Linked DNA regions of Mus musculus: all the other regions are linked to region 4. A link is a contact called in public Hi-C and promoter capture Hi-C data. All regions are on one chromosome and are shown on one strand. The core of a region is the stretch at or near the end of the contact, and the rest is flanking DNA. Distances in the headings are between cores, read along the strand shown. Region 1 holds the start of Bbs2 (Bardet-Biedl syndrome 2 (human)). Region 2 holds the start of Nup93 (nucleoporin 93). Region 3 holds the start of Ogfod1 (2-oxoglutarate and iron-dependent oxygenase domain containing 1). Region 4 holds the start of Cfap20 (cilia and flagella associated protein 20). Region 5 holds the start of Mt1 (metallothionein 1).

Evidence for each region. Promoter capture Hi-C pulls out the DNA fragments that hold promoters and counts their contacts. A called contact is a pair of places that touch in the nucleus more often than the background predicts. Capture Hi-C pulls out chosen DNA fragments and counts their contacts.
Region 1: a contact with region 4 is called in a promoter capture Hi-C map of pre-B cells, with 5 times the contacts expected there. The contact joins the promoter of Bbs2 here to the promoter of Cfap20 in region 4. A contact is called at or near these places in 2 of 39 promoter capture datasets (liver and pre-B cells), 6 of 484 Hi-C or Micro-C datasets (CD4 T cells, CD8 T cells, natural killer cells and 2 more), 2 of 115 datasets of contacts at active chromatin or transcription factors (bone marrow-derived macrophages and large pre-B cells) and 1 of 9 other capture datasets (liver).
Region 2: a promoter capture Hi-C map of pre-B cells shows a contact between it and region 4, with 2.7 times the contacts expected there. The contact joins the promoter of Nup93 here to the promoter of Cfap20 in region 4. A contact is called at or near these places in 2 of 39 promoter capture datasets (erythroid cells and pre-B cells) and 1 of 115 datasets of contacts at active chromatin or transcription factors (large pre-B cells).
Region 3: a contact with region 4 is called in a Hi-C map of CD8 T cells, with 6 times the contacts expected there. The contact joins the promoter of Ogfod1 here to the promoter of Cfap20 in region 4. A contact is called at or near these places in 1 of 39 promoter capture datasets (pre-B cells), 5 of 484 Hi-C or Micro-C datasets (B cells, CD4 T cells, CD8 T cells and 2 more), 1 of 115 datasets of contacts at active chromatin or transcription factors (pancreatic cancer cells) and 2 of 9 other capture datasets (adipose tissue and liver).
Region 5: a contact with region 4 is called in a promoter capture Hi-C map of adipose tissue, with 2.3 times the contacts expected there. The contact joins the promoter of Mt1 here to the promoter of Cfap20 in region 4. A contact is called at or near these places in 1 of 39 promoter capture datasets (liver), 2 of 115 datasets of contacts at active chromatin or transcription factors (embryonic stem cells and pancreatic cancer cells) and 2 of 9 other capture datasets (adipose tissue and liver).

The regions. Positions count from the first base shown.
Region 1 is chr8:94,097,025-94,099,804 of GRCm38.p6, reverse strand. It overlaps Bbs2 (Bardet-Biedl syndrome 2 (human)), which reads left to right and starts at 1,296. Exons shown (of 17, transcript NM_026116.3): 1 at 1,296-1,569. The coding sequence starts at 1,453. It overlaps Gm39226 (a long non-coding RNA gene), which reads right to left and starts at 263. Exons shown (of 2, transcript XR_879106.1): 1 at 1-263.
Region 2 is chr8:94,213,193-94,215,892 of GRCm38.p6, reverse strand. Nup93 (nucleoporin 93) reads right to left here and starts at 1,329. Exons shown (of 22, transcript NM_001357266.1): 1 at 1,262-1,329.
Region 3 is chr8:94,035,923-94,038,622 of GRCm38.p6, reverse strand. Ogfod1 (2-oxoglutarate and iron-dependent oxygenase domain containing 1) reads right to left here and starts at 1,425. Exons shown (of 13, transcript NM_177767.4): 1 at 1,181-1,425. The coding sequence starts at 1,334. Nudt21 (nudix (nucleoside diphosphate linked moiety X)-type motif 21) reads left to right here and starts at 1,584. Exons shown (of 7, transcript NM_026623.3): 1 at 1,584-1,846. The coding sequence starts at 1,731.
Region 4 is chr8:95,433,469-95,436,168 of GRCm38.p6, reverse strand. Cfap20 (cilia and flagella associated protein 20) reads left to right here and starts at 1,300. Exons shown (of 6, transcript NM_008187.2): 1 at 1,300-1,681. The coding sequence starts at 1,598.
Region 5 is chr8:94,177,773-94,180,472 of GRCm38.p6, reverse strand. It overlaps Mt1 (metallothionein 1), which reads right to left and starts at 1,384. Exons shown (of 3, transcript NM_013602.3): 1 at 1,135-1,384; 2 at 585-650; 3 at 146-371. The coding sequence starts at 1,162. The coding sequence ends at 280.

The sequences.
Region 1 (2,780 bases), core at 47-2,546, 1.3 Mb after region 4:
AGGATAGGTGCTAAGGGATAGAATAATACATAGCCAAAAGCTTGGATGTGGGTTTCAAGAGGGAACGACTCACTTAGTATCTTATCAGCTACATAGACTGCTTAGTAGCTCTAGTTATATCTCAATGGGCTGTTAGGAATTCCACCCCACTCCCATCTTCTTTCTCTCTTTTGTTTTACTTTGAAAATTAGCTTACAAAGTAGCAGGTCTTTTATGACATTTTCATGCATACTATGGCTGGCTGATCCTTCTCACCTGCTAGTTCCTTTCTTCTACTCCCCCCCCCCCCCCCCCCCCCCCCCCCCCCCCCGCACATTTACTCTTCTTTCTTTCCCTTCTTTTTGATGAATACGTTTATAAGGTGACTTCACCGGTGCTTTGAGTAGAGTTTGCAATTTGCTAAGATGAACCGACTTGTCACAAGGATGTAAAGAGTTAAGTCACATCATTTATTTAAGTAGGGTTTCTTGTGAGGTCCCTAGCAAATTACAGATTTACAGCTGGCAAAGGAGAAAGGCCATGTCCGTTTAGTACTTAAGCAGGATTCAGTGCTTTTTCAACATTCTTAGTTGAAAGTCTTTTCATATAAAGGGCATGTTGTCTCTAGCTGAGCAACTTTGTACAAATGCTAATTGTCCTGAAAATCTTGACTCAGCTGGTGGAGCGCCTTAACTGGACTTGGGAGAGAAGTACTCTTTCCCTTCCCATGTCCCTCAACTTTGCATCGTTCTCTACTGCTTTATATTTACCACCTAAACTATTTAAATAAACTATACTCTTTACTTTTATCTTGAGGGGATTATTATTTTCGGGTTACTATTGACGTTTGCCTGGGCATAACAGCTAAAGCAAGGGATACACTAAGCACTTTAACGTTAGTTTTGTTTTGTTTTTTTAATCGTGCGTGTGCATGTCCTTGGAGCTGGTTTTCTGCTTCCAACTCGGGTCATCAGGGTTGGTATCAAGTGTCTTCACCCACTTAACTATCCGCCCCGTAAAGCCTTAGTTCTTGAACGAATGAAAGGGTGACATAGTGTGTGGCGTGTACGGGGTGCAGCTTGGCTGACACGCTACAGAGAATCCTGGGGAGGTACTGGCTTAGACACCGCCATCCCAGACGCCAAGGTAAGGCTTCATCTAACACTAATTTACAGCCGCAGTCCGAGGACAGACAAAGAACGCAGGCCAACCAGGCACGACGCCACTGCGCAGTCGCAGGAGCTAGTTGGGACTTGCGTAGCTCTGCCGCTGGGAGGGTCCGCGCAGGCGTAGAGAGAGTTGGCGACACCGATCGCGCTCTAGTCTGCGCTTCCGGCGCCGGGCCTGTGGCGTTCCGCAGTCCTGCGTGTATTTACCTCCTACTCCTCATCCGCTGCTAGGCAACCGGCCGGCCAAGCTGCTTGCCTTGCGCCTGCGTCGGGCATCTGTCTTCCGCCCCTAGCTGGCGCCATCATGCTGCTGCCTGTGTTCACTCTGAAACTGCGCCACAAAATCAGCCCCCGCATGGTGGCCATAGGGCGCTACGACGGGACTCACCCGTGCTTGGCTGCCGCCACCCAAGCGGGCAAGGTAACCGCTCCCACCCGGACTCCTGCCTCCTCCAGATCCCGCCCCTCACGCTGCCCCGCCCCCTGCCCGCATTGCCTGGCAACCGGTCGCCGCTGTCCTTGGCTCCAGTCCCATCAAAGTGGGATTTCAAAGAACAGCTTTGTAGCAGTGACGTTTTTTATCACCAGGTTCTCAGTGTTGAACAGTATTGAGGACAGATCAGGAACCTAGGGAAAAGAAGTCTCAAGAAAAAGGAGCGCTTGTCCAGGAGTAGCAGCGATTGCTGACTCCAGATTCATGCCCAGGGCCTCTGCTTGCCTCCAGGATTCTCTTCCATATTTGCCTCTTTACAGTGGAGGAAGCGGGTGGGGTGGGGACAACAACCCAATGTTAAATTCAGATTGTAGTTTTGGTCCTTGATCACGTACATTCAGATCTTATCCCCATAACCTAAGTGTTCATTAAATGGTTATTATGAGCCACATACTGAGAAAGGGGTGTCAGGGTCACAGATAAAAAAAAAATTCAGATTTAGACCCAGTTTGCAAACAAAAGAAATTGTGAAAGTGAGATTGAATTCTTGTTGTTAGACTCAGCAGGTATGCCAGGTACACAATTGCATTTGTGTAAGGAGTTTTCAAGACACTGCCATGTGTGTTGTATGTTACCTTATATGCTACTTCTAGGGTTCCGTAGCAGGAACATAAGGATTCGTTTAAATGGGTTATGATTTCATAAACTGGTATGGTGAAGTAAAATGCTGAACATTCGTCTTGGTATGTGATGCTACTAGTTAAGAGGCGCTACCAGTCCTGAGGTAGTGCTACACATTTGTTATTTTATCTGTTCAAGAGATTGGGATCATAAGTTCAAAGCTAGCCTGGGCAACATAGGAAGACCCTGTCTCAAAATTAAAATTTTAGAAGAAGGGAGTTCTTTGTCCAATTGTCACTTGGATAAAGGCATGCACTGCTAAGTTTGATGACCTGAGTTCTGTCCTAGGGACACACAACATGGAGAGAGATCTGACTCTTGTAAGTTGTTGTCATCTGACCTTCACATGTGCTATAGAGCCTGGACACACACACATACCCACACACACACACACACACACACACACACACACGAATATTCAAATAGTAATATTAAAAAGGCTGATGATGTAACTCAGTGGTAGAACGATTGCCTAACATACTCAACAGCCTGGGTTCAGCCTCCTGAGCTGCCCTTAT
Region 2 (2,700 bases), core at 80-2,579, 1.2 Mb after region 4:
GACACTCTCTTCTGGCCTCCACAGAAATATCCACATACATAAAAGACACACAAGAACACACAAATGAGAGGAAGAGAGGAGGGAGGGAGGGAGGGAGGGAGGGAGGGAGGGAGAAGAACCCAAGTTCACCACAGCTCCAACAGTTCAAGTCTCATGGTTTTAATATTTATGTTTATTGCTTATGTGTGTGATGTCTTCCCAAGAAAGAAGCCTGTCTCATTCACCACAAGCCTATAATATCAGTAACATTCATTTATTTGATATTTATTGAGCACCTACTTTATTGTGTACCAAACTTAAGTACTAGGTAGGCACTCATGTTCTACAGGGGTCGGGGAAGGACAAACAATACATAGGACAAATAAAACCTAAATGCTTAGGGGAAAAAAAAAAAGCAGTGAAGACAAGAAGAGTGAGGAAAGGCTTAGATTCTAATGGCCCTAGTGAAGACTCCAAGAAAGAGAGCAGACAAAACAGACATCCAACCACAAGAACAAAGCCCTTAAGTCAAAGCATGTCCTGCGGTGGTGTTGGGGGTGGGGAGAGAATGTGGGGTGTAACAGACATTGAAAGTATGGGTCACGTTATTTAAAAGCCTTACAGCTCACTACAGGGAGCTTATATTACTATTGTTGTTGTTATTTCTATGATTAGTATTACTGTTATTATTACTAAAGCGCTGACCTTTGCTTGTACTGAAAGTCATCTAGGGGGGTAGGGGTGGGGCAGGGTCTAATGTAGATCAGGCTGGCTTCAACTCGCTTTGAAAGCGACACCATGCCGCCCATGCTGTGATTTTCTTTCAGAAGGGACCCAATATACTTGGGCATCCCTTACAGAAGACAGGATACAGGGTACCCAGAAACAGGTGAGACAACCGAAGCGGCAATCATTAGCATCCTGTCGGATTCTCCGTAAAAGGAGATTAAAGTTGACAGGGGTTCGCTGGCCGCCCCTTCACCCGGAAGAGCCATTCTCTAGAAGAACGGCCCCCACGCCCCAAAGAGGGCAGTCAGGCCGGGTGACGCCTGGCAGCCGTGGGTGGGCGTGGCGACAGAGCACCAGTGGGGAGGACCACGCTCGGAAGAGCCTAGTCACAGCACTCGGCGAGCAGTCGCCGGCCGGCATGCCCAGCTACAGCAAGAGAGGAAGCACGAGCCTCTTCGAACTAGGCTCGGTGTTCTGCTTCAAGGCCAGGCCCCGAACTCGGGCCCAGGGTCGGCTCGGGGCCGCGTGGGCGCCCACACCTCACACACCTTACCTGCCTCCGTCGCCGCCCGCTGCCGGCTTCTTCACTACGCCGCCGCCGCCGCTTCTCGCGCCGCTCGCCCGCGCCTCCTGATTGGCTGAGGCAGTAAGCTCCCAGAAGCCCCTGCGCGTTGCGCCGCCAAATGAACTTTATGGAGACCCGCAAGAGGACACAGGCGTGGGGGCGGGGCGGGGCCGGAGGCGGGGCTGTCGCTACAAGTAAGTCAAGGAGCTCCGCCCTGCTCCCGCCCACGTGGTTGGAGTTGACAGTCCTAGAGGAAGCATTTCCGCAGTTCCCAATGCTGGGCAGACCCAGAGAGCTCGGCCACTCGGTGTAGAGCTTCAGTCAAGTGCCTGGGCCTGTTCTAGGTGCAGGGAACACGGTGACTTCCACAGCAGACAAGATCCCTGACCTCAAGCAGTTCTCAGCTTGGCCAGGGAAACAAAATATAGTGAATAAATGCAGCAGTAATTAGGAGAGCTAAGAACGGAAAAGCAAACTAATTGAAGAAAAATGGTCGGATGGCCAGGAAAGGTGTCATTCCAACTGAAAGGTGAAAGATAAAAACATGTTTTGGAGTTTCTCAAGGGAAAAGGCTGTCTTTTGGCAGCCTGAACAAGCAAGCTAGGCTGGCCACCTGCCCCGTTGGCCAATTACAGAAAAAAGCAGTGGTGATACCCAAAGAAAAGAGATTACTTCAGTGTGGCCGCGTTGGGAACAAAGTGTGTCACTGGGATATACAAGAACCCTTCAGGAGGTTCTTAGTCTAGTGGGTAAAAGAAATTTGAAAACAGGCGCTGAATGAAAACAATTTTGTTGGGAGTTTGAGAGAAAAATAACAGGACAGGCAAGCTGCAGGTCTCAGCAGCTGCTGAGAGGAGAGACCTGGATAGGAGGAGGTTTTGACAAATGTAAAAGAGTGTGGGGCTAACTGTAAGCACTCGTGTGTGAGTGTGTGTGTGTGTGTGTGTGTGTGTGTGTGTGTGTGTGTGTGTGTGTCCTGGTGCTCAAGGAGGCCAAAAGAGGTCATCAGATCTCCGGAGTAAGATTACAGGTGGTTGTGAGGCGGCATGGGTACTAGGAACCAAACCCAAAGTCCTTTGCAAGAGCAGTATGCTGAGCCATTGCTTTAGCTCCCGTAATAGCCTGTAATCGTTAAAGAGGCACTTTTTGGATTGCACAGTCTCGAACATGTCTAATCTTTCAATGAAGGTCACCGTCCTGACCTAATGAGGACCATGTGAACACAGGCCTAGGCAAGGTTGTCACCATTAATAATTCTAGTTTGGTAGATGCCTGTTTGATAAAGTGTTCTAGTCAGCTTTGCCTTATATGCTTATAAAACATAAATACAATTAACATACAAAGATGCCCACAATGATTAGCATTATAGCTGCACAGAACTTCTTTCTGCCTGCATGTGTATGTTTGTGGTATATATTTGTGTATGT
Region 3 (2,700 bases), core at 176-2,675, 1.4 Mb after region 4:
CTACAGACAGACCAGAAGAGGGCATCGGATCCCATTACAGATGTTGTGAGCCATGAGGTTACTGGGAATTGAACTCAGGACCTCTGTAAGAACAGTCAGTGCTCTTAAACACTGAACCATCTCTCCAGCCCCACATTTTAGATTCTTAACTCATTCTCTCCAGAGCGAAGTAAAACAAATAATAAGAGTAGCAAAACTGGCTGGCTATTTCTCTTTAATACCACCCTTTCTTTCCCTAAATTTCTGGGTTTAAAAACAAAACAAAACAAAACAAAACAAAAAAAAAAAAAACAGGTGGTTTTTAACCTCTAACTGATTTCACTTCCACTAGATTATGAATAACAACCAATCTTGACCCAGTGGTGCCTTATAAGCATTATTTCATTTATATTCTCTACAACTGAGGAATCGATGATATAGTCACTACGCCTTTGCAACAGACAAAGAAACTGAGAAGTCTCTGGGCAGCCGGAGCCTGCATTTTATGTAATCATCTTCTGCCTGCGTCCTGAGCGCCCAGGGGTTCCCCTGTTTAAACACTCAAATGAAACAGACAATCGGCAAGTCTGAGAAAATTCAAGACGCACCCAGCCAGAGTCACATTGTATAAGGTAATAACTTGTAGCTATGTCTGGAATGATCGTTCCTTTCAAGATTATGTTGGTTTTGTGCGTCACTTAGGCCAACGACAAGGTACGTGAAAACTGGTAAATCCAGGTGCTTGCTTCTCTGGCAGCTTTCAACACCAGCGTGGGTTAGACAGTCCACGTAACAGCGGAGAGTGACCCTCGCTTGCTAGCTATTTACCGGTTCTCAAGGAAACGTTTATGAATGTCTACAAACATTAGTTTGTCAATCCCATCTTTCGGAGGGGGAATACTATTAACGATTCCGTTTTATAAACGAAGAAACTGGCCCTTAAGCAAAGTTATATGCATTGCCCAATGACGTACAATCAGCAGAGGGATTCTGAGTGACCTCTGATTCTAGAATTCAACCCCCAGGCTACATGTCTCCCACTTCCCCATAGTGTCCGGAGCTTATATTTATTTTCCTCCCCAGGCTTGCCAAATCAAGCAGAATATGGAATGAACCGAGCAGCAGTCAGCGCCCGGGTCGGAGGTGGCTGCGATCCTCCCCACACCTCTTGCTGCCGCGCCTCCCTACAGCACCCCATTACCATGGCTGAACGGTGTCCGGCAGCTCCAGGCCTCAGCCACCTGCTTCCTCAGGATTTCTTCAGTGACAGCGTCCGAAAACTCTGCCGATACCTGCTTCTTTCCCTTCTTCATTGGCCGCGCTGGGCCAGGATCCGCCGGCCGCTTCCCGTTCATCTTCTCACGGTGCACAGACCCACGCCAAGGAAGTCAGGACGCTACTTCCCTCCAGAAACTACAGTTCCCGAAAACCCTCTTTCCTTATTTCACCAGCATTACCCAATGGAAAGGCAGTAAAGCACAGGGAGGCGGGATCTCCACAAAAATAACCAATGGGAGATCAACATATTGCGTCACGCCGCCAGCAATTGGTCAAATGGTCGCAGTGGCCTGCCTCCCAACTTCCTGCCTCCGGAGCGTATTCACTTCCGGCGTGTGTTCCGCGCCTCTTGCTCTCGACTGTTAATGGCGGGTGGTGGCTGCTGAGCGGGACGCAGATAACCGCTGCCCGCCCCGCGGACGTCTCCCCGGGCCCCCGCTTTCTGCACGTCCCCGGCGTCGGAGCTGTTCAGCATGTCTGTGGTGCCGCCCAATCGCTCGCAGACGGGCTGGCCCCGGGGGGTCAACCAGTTCGGCAACAAGTACATCCAGCAGACCAAGCCCCTCACCCTGGAGCGCACCATTAATCTGTAAGTGCGGCGCGGCCTCGGCCGTTGATGCTCTCCCAGTGCGCGCTCCTCCCTCACGCCGGATGCGGGTTGTCCCTTCCGGGATGCGCGCTTTCTTTCCTAGACCTGTTTCTCGACCCCGACTTGGCAGTTTTCCTATTTTAAAAGCGAGGTTCGTTTCCCCCTTTCCCTTCATTCAGCCATGGTTAGAACCTGCGTTTGCTTTGAATTCATAATGTGTGTATCCTTTCAATCCGTTGCTGGTTGTTTCATCGCACATGTATTTGTGTTTATTTGAACAATTCTCAGTTTTGTAGGGTGTACATTTCTTTTACAGTAACTTTTCCAGATTAACCTCTGACATCCTAGTTTTTTTTTTTCCCCCTTTAAATGTTGGGTAGTGTTCCATCCAGTGGCCACATTTTATTAATTTTCGCGCTGTTTGGTCTACCTTTTTGCATTTGTATGTCTTGTCTACCAAAGTGCCAACATACAGTATCATTGCAGACTCCCAGTAGACCTAAAATTGCGAGGACACACTCTGTTGTCTGGTTGTACTTTCAGAGGTCGGAGGTACCTTACATGTTGTCCCGACAGCCTGTTTGCAGGCTGTTTTGTTTTCAACAAACCTTTGTCTTAAGCAGATGATTGCATTTCGGGATCACTCAAACAAAATTTTGTTGTGGCAAGAAATTGAGATTGGGATATAGCTTATAATGTTTGGTACCTCATTCCCTAGTGTGGAGCTGATTCTAATGGGAAAAAAGTGTCCAGTTTAGACTGGTTATTTGTTTAAAATGTGCAAGACATTGCTGAGAGTGGGGTTTGTGTAAGTCATTTTAGTGACTCACCTTTCATATTCAAATAAATAAACA
Region 4 (2,700 bases), core at 51-2,550:
TATCTGTATGTACACCTTCAGGCCAGAAGAGGGCATCAGTTCCCATTACAGATGGTTGTGAGCCACCATGGGGTTGCTGGGAATTGAACTCAGGATCTTTGGATGAGCAACCAGTGCTCTTAACAGCGGAGCCATCTCTCCAGCCCCGAGGATATTTTGAACAACTTAAAAACAATCAAGCTATAAATTATTCACTTGGCTTAGAGTACATAAAGAATTCCCAGATATCATGCAAAAATTAATTCCATATAACAAGTTTCATTTTTATATAGTAATAGATTCACATAGTTTTCACGATATCTAGAAATTCTGGCTGGAGTACTCAAAGCTTTGGTGTGAGGGTAGAGTGAGTTAATACAGGGTAAGGCATCACATATACCCGTCACATAGTAAATGTGTAAACTTTGCAACTATGATCGTTAAAATTGCTAAAGTGATCGTCTGTGCTTCAAACTCTTTTCTGTGCGCCAGAACACAGGCCTGGGTGGAACACCATTTAGGAAGACGCTCAGCGACTGGTGGAAGTCTTCCACACTTGAGATTTCCTTCTACTTGAAATACACAGCGTATGTCTTTCCTACAATATTCCAGAAATTGACACACTTTTTTTAAAAAAATCAGCTGTCGGTTCAACTCAACTATTCCACTTTTAAGATTTTATTAATTTTTGTTTATATCTTAATATTCCGGCTTTCTTCTTTTCGAATCAATGCATTTAAAGAGATACGCTTTCCCCCAGAGTATTGCTTTTACAGCAGCTCATTCACTGTAACTTGATAATTAAAGGTGATGATGTAAATTGGGCAATCAATACTGGTTCATTAGCTCACACGTTCTCCTGGGCCAACCAATATTTGTTTTTTGCGACAGGGTGTCTCTGAGTCCTGGCTGTCCTGGAGCTCGATATGTAGACCTCAAATTCAGAGATCTTTCTACCTCTGCTGGGATTTAATCCGGTACTAGGATTAAAATCTGGAGTCAACACACCCAGGGATAATATTTATCTGTCGTTGGCACAAAGCCACCTTCCTCACTCTTCCCGCCCTTCGGGGGAGGGGTCTGGCATGACTCCACCCCTCCACGCGCCTCCCGGTTCCCATGACACCACGCAGGCACTGTAAACACGTGAGGTAAACTTAAAGTCTCCTTCCGCTGTTCTAAACCAAGTCTGGGCCCCGGCGGGGAGGGGCGGGGAATAGTCCCTTGGCAACCAAGTTCCGCGCCCGAGGGGGCAGGAAGGGGCGGGCCTAAGGGCGGAAGGAACCGGAAACCGTTCTTTCTGCGGCAGGACTGGGCAATGCGCCTCCGAGGGGCGGGCCCAAGCGTGCGGAGGGATCCGTGGCGGGCCGAGGCGGCGCTCCGCCTCCTCTCCGGCAGGCTCGGCGGCGCGGGCGGCAGTTGCTGTGGTTTCGGTGCTGAGGTGGCTCGGTGCTCACCGAGGCTTACGGATCTGCGTCACGCCGCCGCTTCCCGCCGTCAGTGGCTGCAGCTCTCAGCGTCCTACCTTCGGACCGGCGGCACCCGCTCTCTTTCGCCGCTCGGTGCCGATCTCCAATCCCGGGCCTAGGGCGGCGGCTGCGGGGCCGCGGCTGGCGAGATGTTCAAGAACACGTTCCAGAGTGGCTTCCTTTCCATCCTCTACAGCATCGGCAGCAAGCCCCTGCAGATCTGGGACAAAAAGGTGAGCGGTGGGGGCGGGACGGGGGTGGGGCCGACTAGCCGCCCACGTGATGGAGTGGCTACCGAGCCTTGACGTCCCGGTCAGTAGAATGGGGGCAGAGTGCCCACAGCCTAGCTTGAAACGCATAGCACTTTGAAGAAAGACATGCATGTGTTCGCTGGTGCCAAGCACTGTTGCTGCACTCCATACGGAGGGCCTTTTCCCCGGACATCCTGAGCACCGGCCAAGCCAGACTTGTTCTGATCCCATTCATTAGCTCCATCCGTCGACAGCCAAACCTTTGGAACTTGCTGCGAGCCCTCTGTAACTTAGAGTCCGTACTATTCTTCCTGTACTGGCCTTCTCCATTGGGAAACCTGCAAAAAGGTGATTGTTAGGGGCTTCTCGAGAGCCAGTATCAAGCCTCTGTATTTTTATCCAGCCGTCCTCTAGAATGGATGGTGTTTTTGCTTGCCACATGAGATGGTGGCCTTCCCTGTTCACTTTTGGAGATATTAAGATCTAGATGAAATGCCTTGCCGTTTCTTTTCTCATGAAGATTCCTGGGGCAGTGAGCTGGACCGTTTTTTTGTTTTGTTTTGTTTTTGAATATAAAGTGGTCACTCTAATGTGGAAGCCAGGTGATTTAGGGAATATCTTTAGTTCTGCCCTCGGCTGGGGAAGATGGAGAGAGGTGATATGCCTAGTGTGGTGTTCATAGAGATGTATATAGAATGGGTGGAGTAAGTCAAGATTATTCGTAGTAGGACTAGAACAATGTCTTTCCTAATTCACAGAGAAGGGCTTTGAGACACACAGTGGTTGACAGAGTACCTGCATTGCCTTCTGTTTGTCACTGCTAGGCAGTCGTGTGTTCTGAGGACAGCTTTGAGAGAAACCTGTTGGGAGTGTCTTGTCATTTGGCTAAGACAGTTGAGAGTTCCTCAAGATCTGGCCTTTGGTATGTAAGCAGTCTGACCAACTCTTTCAGATCCATAGCTAGAGTTATGTCAAGAGTATCCCATAGGAAGCGGACCCTT
Region 5 (2,700 bases), core at 135-2,634, 1.3 Mb after region 4:
GGATAGCTTGGCTTTACCCAAAGACATTACCCCTCTGTGAGGGCCAGAGGCGGGAGGTAAAGGCACGAGGGGGTCCAAAACCAGATCCCCAGACTATCAAGTCACCCCAGTTTCTTATTGCCAAACCACACCAAGAAAACCAGAGTTAGACTCAAACAGGCTTTTATTATTCACGTACTCGGTAGAAAACGGGGGTTTAGTAAACAGGGTGGAACTGTATAGGAAGACGCTGGGTTGGTCCGATACTATTTACACGTGGTGGCAGCGCTGTTCGTCACATCAGGCACAGCACGTGCACTTGTCCGCGGCGCCTTTGCAGACACAGCCCTGGGCACATTTGGAGCAGCCCACGGGACAGCAGGAGCAGCAGCCTAGAAAGGAGGAGGAAGAGGTCAGCCTGGCTGAAGACCTCTGCTTCCTGTCCCCAACAGAGAAGACCTCGGTTTTTTTAAATAGTTCTCTGTATAGTTCTGTCCCCGAGACAATACAATGGCCTCCGGGAAGCAAAGGACATTTCTCAGAGCCAGTTTTGTAGGAGTTCCCCGCCCCTAGCCTTAGCCGCCACCCAAGGTGTCCCAACTCACTCTTCTTGCAGGAGGTGCACTTGCAGTTCTTGCAGGCGCAGGAGCTGGTGCAAGTGCAGGAGCCGCCTGGGGAGGAGAAAGAAGACAGCATGAGGGAGGCAGCATTACAGCAGTGGCCAACACCACGAGTCCCGGCTCAGTTCACTAAGTCCTCCTCGGAGCTGCAGGGAGCCTAGCCCCACTTTTCTCCTCACAGGTTAAGTCAGGGATTATGTCTTTGAGTCCCAAGACATAAAGGTCCTTCACCTCTTTCTTAATTCAAGCAATTCACAGTAAGTTTAGTAATGCCTGGGACTCAACCCAGATGTCCCCACTAACTGGGTGATCAGGAACCGGACATTTGCGCGTCTAAATCCTAGCCCCAACCCCGCCAAAGGACCCGTTCGACAATACTCGTAACTAATGAAGGCTTTTGCAAGAGCGGATTCTAGAAAGAACCGGAATGAATCGCCAACTAAAGGTGCCTATTCCCGCCAAGCCTCTACAACTCGGGGATTCCGCTCTGCGGTCCCAACTTGGTATTCTAAAGACCAAGGATCGGGAGTCTTACCGGTGGAGCAGGAGCAGTTGGGGTCCATTCCGAGATCTGGTGAAGCTGGAGCTACGGAGTAAGTGAGGAGAAGGTACTCAGGACGTTGAAGTCGTGGTGACGCTTAGAGGACAGCCTGCCCTCTTTATAGTCGTTGGACGAGTCCGGGCGCAAAGGGTTTGCACCCAGCAGGCGGTTGCTCCAGCCCACGCATAGTCACGCGCCCCGCGTCCTTGGCAGAGCCGAGCGCACTTTTCGGGCGGAGTGCAGAGCTCCCTGGAGCGCCAGTGTGCACAGCGGGACCGCCCCTTTGGCACGACTGGCTCGGATAGGACGACCCATGTGACGTGTGGAACATCATGTCCCTATAGTGCTTTCCCCGATATTACGGCCTATCGCTGCTCTGGAGTTTACGAGAACTCACCCCGGAAAGCCAGCTATCTCCGTAAACCCATTCGCAGCGTGGTAACCTCAGCTTCTCCTTTCCTGGAGTTCCTGAGCAGCGACCAGCTCCGCCCAGGTCTCTCTCTGGATCGAAGCTAGGAGAAGAGGAGACAGTTTTATAAAGACTAGCCTTGATTATTTTAGCCAACAGAACTCATCTCAACATTATTCTCTACTCCTGAGGGGGCTCATCTAAGAATGTCCAGGGCTGAGGGGTCACTCACCTTAACCCATCTGCTCTACTCCAGGCTGGTTTTAAAAACCAAGGTACCCTCCCTCCAGAGAGATCATTTTAGGTGGGGACTGCATTAGATAAAAAAAATAAAGTCAGCTATTTCTTTCTTTCTTTTTTTTTTAATGCTTCTGATTTTGAGTAACATTAGAGTCTGCTGTCAGGCAGGCCTTGTGTCCTGGGCAAGAGAACAGCTACACTGTTGGCTCATGCATACCATCACTTCTGAGCTATACGACTTTGGGCAGGTTTTTGCTTAACTGTGGTAGAACCACCACCAGCAATATGTCTATTATGCCAGAACCAGGAGTTAAACCAATTTCTCATTTAATACCTATAGAGAGATGCAAATTCTATTTACACACAAGGACAGAGGATTCAGAGGTTCAGTGACTTGCCCAGGCCATATATCCAGTCAGTAGTACAACGGCTGTGAACCAGCACTGCCTGGCACTAACGCTCCTGTATTTGTCCCACGTTCTCTTGCTGTGATTCTGTACAAAGTTCATCTGTAGGCAGAGAAGGCACCAGGTGCTGGGCTATGACACTCCCCCCCCCCACACACACACTTCCCCCTCCTCTTCCCCCTCTCCCTCTTCCTCCTCTTCTTCCTCCTCTTCTCCGTTCTTCTCCCCTTCTTTCTCCTCTCTTCTTCCTTTTTCTCCTCCTCCCCCCTCCTCCTCTTCCTCCTCCTTCATGGTGGTTTAGATACAAGTGTCTTTCTATTATCAACCCACTGGTTTGGTAGTATAATATTACCCAGGGCGTTTCTCCTTCCTCCGGATATTTCCTCTTGGAGGAGACAACACAGCAATACCCTCTGCGTGGGAAGATCCAAAAAAAAACCTTCATTTGGAACTGAGTCTTTATCTATACAGTTAAATTCTTGCCTTAGGGTAGCTCTTTAATCT